Linked DNA regions of Mus musculus: region 1 is linked to region 2. Evidence: chromatin contacts called from public promoter capture Hi-C data. All regions are on one chromosome and are shown on one strand. Each heading gives the region's core, a stretch centred on a gene start, on an enhancer-like site or on the middle of the called end of the contact. The rest is flanking DNA. Distances are from core to core; before and after follow the strand shown.

Evidence for each region. Capture Hi-C pulls out chosen DNA fragments and counts their contacts.
Region 1: a contact with region 2 is called in a promoter capture Hi-C map of adipose tissue. The contact joins the promoter of Obp2a here to the promoter of Entpd2 in region 2. A contact is called at or near these places in 1 of 115 datasets of contacts at active chromatin or transcription factors (pancreatic cancer cells) and 2 of 9 other capture datasets (adipose tissue and pancreatic islet).

What each region holds. Positions count from the first base shown.
Region 1 is chr2:25,698,416-25,701,481 of GRCm38.p6, forward strand. Obp2a (odorant binding protein 2A) reads left to right here and starts at 1,659. Exons shown (of 7, transcript NM_153558.1): 1 at 1,659-1,762; 2 at 2,295-2,428; 3 at 2,664-2,734. The coding sequence starts at 1,676.
Region 2 is chr2:25,394,326-25,397,498 of GRCm38.p6, forward strand. Entpd2 (ectonucleoside triphosphate diphosphohydrolase 2) reads left to right here and starts at 1,549. Exons shown (of 9, transcript NM_009849.2): 1 at 1,549-1,764; 2 at 3,071-3,173. The coding sequence starts at 1,648.

The sequences.
Region 1 (3,066 bases), core at 409-2,908, 300 kb after region 2:
GTGCCTATGTGGGGACATGCTTACAGGAATAATTCAGGCATGGTATGGAGGACAGCCTGACAGGTACAGAGGCCTCCCCCATGACACAGAGCTGCTAACCCGATTCCTGATTTCTCCTAAAGGGCATTGGCCCCACCCTATCACAGACTTCCTGCTCAGCACCTTCTATACTAACGTCAAAACCCGAGCCATGCCAGCTCCTCAGCACAGTCCAGGGCTTGTCACAGAGCCCTCACTGATATTGTGTATGGATATTTGAGCCTGTCCACCTTTGGTCCAGAGAGGCACAAAGATGCCATTGTGGGACTAGCACCTGTCCCCAGGGCCATGGAGTGTGGACAGTCCCATAGGAACTGAAACCCTTCTTCAGAGATGACTTCTGTGACTCAGGGCAGGTGGCTAAGTCCAGGAACTGCAGAGTTTGGAGTGGAAGGCAGAGTTCCCAGTGGGAGGGAAGGTGAGCTGAGGCCAGAAGCCAGGGCAGGCTTCACTGAACTCAGAACACAGGTCAGCACGTGGACTCATGGTGCCTCGTGCATCCATTTGTCTGTAGGGAATGAGACCTGGCTGTGTTGAGAGCCTGTGGGTGCTCAAAGCTAATGAGAAGGAAGGCTGTGGACTCCAGAGGTGAGAGGTTCAACAGGAGCACAGGGGTGGTTCAGGACAGGCTGTGATGGAGCCTGGCTCTCCATCCCATGTCAGGGCACAAGATGGCAAGAAACGAACACATATATGGACCTCAGATGTATCAAGGCAGTCCCAGCTTTGCAAACGTCCTGTCAGTGGGCCCTCAGAGGAGGGAGCAACAAAAGGTCAAGTCCCCTTGTTGGGCATGAACCCCCAGGAGTCACAGACGTGAACCCTTTCCCTGATTCATTTAGAGGACACATACTCATGACCCTAATGCGTGGCTGGAATTCTTCATGCAGCCAACTTACAAGTGAGATGTAGGGAAAGTGAACTCTACCTGGTGGTTCAGTAGATGGGCCTTGGCCGGTTTGTGAAAAAGGCCCAAGACATCTTAGAGTAAGAAGTGCTCTGTAGAGAGCACGGCTGGCCTCATTGCAGGATGAAGTGGGTCAGGGGTCATGGTATTCCCTAGTGGCAGGGTGTCTACCTTGATGATATTTTGTGACCCCACTTACAGGGAAGCCCTGATGGGGCATCCAGGCGGGGAAGGGACAATGAGGTGAGTCCCCAGGCAGGGGCCAAGCCATCTGGGACCCAGAAGATGGTCTCTGGTTGTGAAACTCAGCCTGGTTCTCAGCAGCAGGAGATCAGAGGCCAGATCTCAGGGATCATAGCTCAGGGCAGCCATGGGCAGATGCAGGGCAGGTGTGTGAAGGGAAGCCTGGCCCTCCCCCTCTACCCGAGTTACTCATTCCCCAGGGTCCTTTGTGAGCACAGCACTTGGGTGGCGCAGACCTTCCAGAGCATTGTGTGTCTTTCTTTATCTGCAGGTGACACTGAGTTGATATTCATCAGATCCCAACAACAACAACCTTCAGCTCCATGATGGATGTGTGTTTGGCCATGAGAGATGGACAGGAGGGACATGGCTAGTGCCAAGTGGGCACACGTCCCTGTCCATGGGAGATATAAAGGGCACCCTGTGAGGAGCCAGAGGACACTCTGCCCAGGTGACCTGCCTTGTGTGAGAGCCCAGTGCCTGGAGATGAAGAGCCTGCTCCTCACCATCCTGCTGCTGGGGCTGGTGGCTGTCCTGAAGGCTCAGGAAGCCCCGCCAGATGACCTGGTGGATGTGAGGATGGGAGGGACAATGGGTGGTGGCAGGAGATGGCCTGGCCTACTGCTTGACGCTGAGGGGAAGGATGTTACCTTGAAGGTTGAGTTTGACTCCATACTTCATCTCAGCAGTCTGATCAAGGACTCCTGAGTCCTTCTGTTAGAAGATAGGGGCCTCCCTGAAAACATGGGTCCTCCGAAGACTTGAGTTAGAAGAAAGAGCAGATTTGGGTGGAGGATCCTTGTTCAAGTAAAGCTCAGAGCTAGAACATTTAGAGCAGGACGTTCCGGGCAGAGGATTCATCCAGTGCCCTCTTTGACGTGTAGACCTCAATGAGTGCATTCACTGGGATGGGGGAAGACACTTCTGCCATCATGGGATTGGGTACCCAAGTGCTGGTATCTCTCTATTGACCACACGTCTTGGAACATGTGAGGTTAGCTCACCTCAGTGGCTGCACCCTGGGCTCAGGAGCTAGCTCATATGCTGGACCCTGGGGTAGACTCCTGGGAAGGCTCGGGTGTGCTCACAGTTTTGTCTCCTACAGTACTCTGGGATCTGGTACGCAAAGGCCATGGTACACAATGGTACCCTACCCAGTCACAAGATACCCAGTATAGTTTTCCCTGTGAGAATAATAGCTCTGGAAGAAGGAGACTTGGAGACCACAGTTGTATTCTGGTACGTGTTTCCTACTGGAACTCTCTGCAGTTTTTCTCTCACTTGCTAGCCATTATATTTGAGTTGGGGTAACTAAGAGATTCCTACCTTTGAAGAGACACAGTCTCAAGGTAGTACCTTAAAAGTAGAACAGGAGTGACACAGAGTTTAATGGGTCACCTGGCCAGGACTGATGATCGAAACAGGCCTTAGTTATGTTGCTGAGAGCAGCTGCCTGTGGGCTTGTGTTTTACAGGAACAATGGTCATTGCCGTGAGTTTAAATTCGTGATGAAGAAAACAGAAGAGCCTGGCAAATACACCGCTTGTGAGTCCCTGTGCCTCATTGTTTCCTACAGTGGCAAGCCCTGGGGAGGGTGGGTCCCTGCCTGCTCTAACTCATAGGACAGGCCATCAGTCACTTCCTGTTCTAGAGGTCCTAAAAGCGGAGTCATTCTTGCTCCCCTATCCAGCTCAGCTCTTGACCCATGAGGATCCAAAGACAGGAAAGCCAGAAAGGAAGGGGCTTGGCCCTAAGGGGCAACCTCAGTTCCCACCTTCCACAAACTTCATTGCTGGGCTTGGCAGCTTCTGTGGGAGATGGCTCCTGTCTAACTATGGGGACCACAGAAAGGCCAGGACTAGACTTGCTGGGTGTCC
Region 2 (3,173 bases), core at 299-2,798:
CCAGAGCCAAGCCACACACATAACACATCTGGAGCCCACCCTGCCCAGGGACTCAAGCCACTGCCCCTCCTTTAGCCCTGGCTTGTCCTGGCTGTTCCTAGCCCTCAGCCTTCCACCCTTCTTGGCAGGCTAATCTGGGTCCTTGGCCATGAGTGTCTCCCCAGGGAAGGGATCAGAGGTCTTGCCCCACCTCTGTCTCATCTTTTCAGGTCCCCAGTTGCCCTTCAGGAAGCCCTGTTGGGCTTGAAAGAGGGGTGCTGACTGGCTGGTAGCTCCCCAGAACCACAGCCTTTTCATACAGTGTCCCCTCCTTTCCTGGCCTCTGGTGCCTCTGCCCCTTCTGGCCTATCAGGAACGGACAAAAGAACTTGGGGGGGGGGAGCATGGGATGGGAGAGCTAGCAGGAAACTGGAGCCTCATGTCCAGTGCTGACCACACCCAGAGATTCCCTTCTGGAGTCTCACAAGCTGGGCTTTGAGGAGATTGAGTCACCTCCAGGGTTCTTCCCCTCTGGGGTCCTGAGCTGGAAGAAAGAATCCTTTGCTGGGCCTGAAACACCAGACCCTCAGCCAGGGCAGCAATCCCAGGCCTATTGTCCTTGCCTGTTCAGTAGCCAAGGCATCGCCCTGATGCCAGCAGCAAAGGCTATTCTTCAGCTATGGCAGCCCTGCTCCCTGGTGGTCTCACCACATGGCTCCCTGCTGCCTCATGGATGGGATTCTTTGTGTTTCTGGAATTCCCATGTTGTAAGGGCATGAAGAGGCATGGCTGCTGGCCAAGAAGTCCTGTCTGTGTGCCTGGTCCGGCTAGCTTACTGGGTCAGGAGGAGGGGGAGGGTTAGGTCAGAGCCAGCACTTTCCCAACCCCCAGCCAGTGTCCAGGAACTTCTTGTTGACCAAGATGCAAGCTTGCTTTGGAACACTTTTTCTGTAGAATGAGACCTATGTAACTTGTCCCCCTGTTCCCCTGTAACCTCCTCAATTTAGGTCTCTGTGTCTGTCTCCTAGGCAAAGAGGGCAGTAGGGGTGGTCAAGGCCCGGAGAGACAGAGAGCCTCATCTGCCCTCAATTTTCCGTTTGGGTTGTATGATGGCAGGTCATCCTTGCCCTTTTCAGTGAGGAGACACTCGGTGATCATTAGTCCGAGAAGTCGTCACAGCAGCCTGTGCTGGCTCCACAAGCAGATGCTGAACCCCTGTGCCCTTCTGAGCCTCGATCCAGTAGTTGAAACTTAATTATATCGGCAAAGGGGTCTGGCTTGCCCTTCCCTGGCCAGAAACAAATTTGGCTCCGAGGGCACAGCAAGACAACCAGCCAAACCCCAACACCGGGTATCCTTTTCCAGGACAGAGCTGGGCATTCCCTATGCTGGGTGGACAAGAAGGAAGAACGTGACTGATAGCTGTGGAGCCACCAAGCCAAGAACCTGCGGAAGGAGTGGTGGTGCGGCTGAGTCACCTACACGCTTCACTCACCTGAGTCTTCCAAAGAGGGAGGGCGGACTTTGGGCAGGTCCCTCGGTGGGAGGGCCTTAACGTGGGCGGGGCCTGTTACAGCCCCGCCCCGGAGCCTAACTCTGGGGCCCCGGCCACCGGGCCTCCCGCTGCCTGCTGTCCGGGGTCCCTGCTGTGTTCTCCCGCGTGCTCCCATGGCTGGAAAGTTGGTGTCACTGGTGCCACCCCTGCTGCTGGCTGCCGTGGGCCTCGCCGGCCTCCTGCTACTGTGCGTCCCTACCCAAGACGTCCGGGAGCCGCCCGCCCTCAAGGTGCTCGCGCTCACTGCGGCGCTGGGAAGCAGCTGGCCTCGGGGTTAGGGGGTGTCTGTCTGGGACTGTAGGCGCGCGCCAGAACGCCCTGCGCTCTCACACCAGCGCGGGACTGTGCCTCGGGCCCGGTCCTAGATTCCGCACTTCGTTTTACTGAGTCCGCGGGGTGACAGCGACGCTTCCGGAGCTCCAAGGCACTGGAGGCAAAGTTCGTGGGAATTCCCTTCTTTCGGCTTCGCGATGGAGCTGCAAGAGCGGCAGAGGAGCTTTCTTCCTGCTCCCTTCATGCCGTCTCCCCGGGCTGTGGCAAGAACCCCCGCCCCAAGTCCAGCGCCATTTCCAGGCAGCATTTCGAGCACGCCGTTAGAGAAGGGCTTTGGTTCTAGACAAAGCTCAAGATAAGGGACAGCACACACTAGGTACCTCCAACCCCTCTCAGACCAAGGTCTGAACGGGTGACACTTGAAAGAGGGCAAAGGAAGCTAGCTGGTTCTAAAGGGGTCTCCATCACCAATCCTCAGCCTTTAACCGTTTGTTGGTCTTTTGCTGAGTTTGCGTGGGGACTAGCCATCTCAGCCCCAGGGACCTAGAAGGGAAGGGGAAGAGCTCTGTAGCCATGCGGGATGGGCTGTGGGGTGTGGGAGTTGAATCCTTGTATCTGCCTGGCTCTGGAGGAGTTCTCTGCTGTGCAGGAGGACTGCAGCAGCCCTTTCCCAGGCTAGAACTGGCATATGCCCCAGGTTGGTGTCCAGCCAGGCTCCCTGAGTTGGAGCCCAGCCCCTTGGAGCTGCAAAGAAGGCCCATCTGATGCCCTTCTCTGCTCTGCAAAACCAGCCTTCCCTGTTCCTGGCTTTTAGGCCCAGGCAGGGGCATGGATTGGAGACCTTTCCATTCAACCTCAGTCTTCTTTCCCAGTGGGCCTTACTTCCACATCCTATGGTTAGGCCAAGGTCCCAGCAGACACTGGAGAGTGGGGAAGGAAAGAAGAGAAGCCTTTATGTTTGCTTCTCCTAAATAGAGCAAAGTTCCAGATGGGACCCTCTGCCCCTGGCACAGCCAGCCTGCCCCTCAGTTGCCAAGATGTCTACTTTCTGGTGTCAGTGCCATCCTCAGGCAGCTGGGGGAGGGGTATCAACACAGGAAGTCACCTAGTCAGTCCCCTTCCAGTCAAGCTGTATCCCTGTGAATGCTCTGGGCTGACCCTGAGCTTCAGTGTGTAATTTGATACATATCTGTTGGGAATGGAAAGCTGGAGTGTGAGAGGAGCCCTACACCCCTCAGGCTAACCTACCACATCCACCCACAGTATGGCATCGTTCTGGATGCTGGCTCTTCACACACATCCATGTTTGTCTACAAGTGGCCAGCGGACAAGGAAAATGACACAGGTATCGTGGGCCAGCACAGCT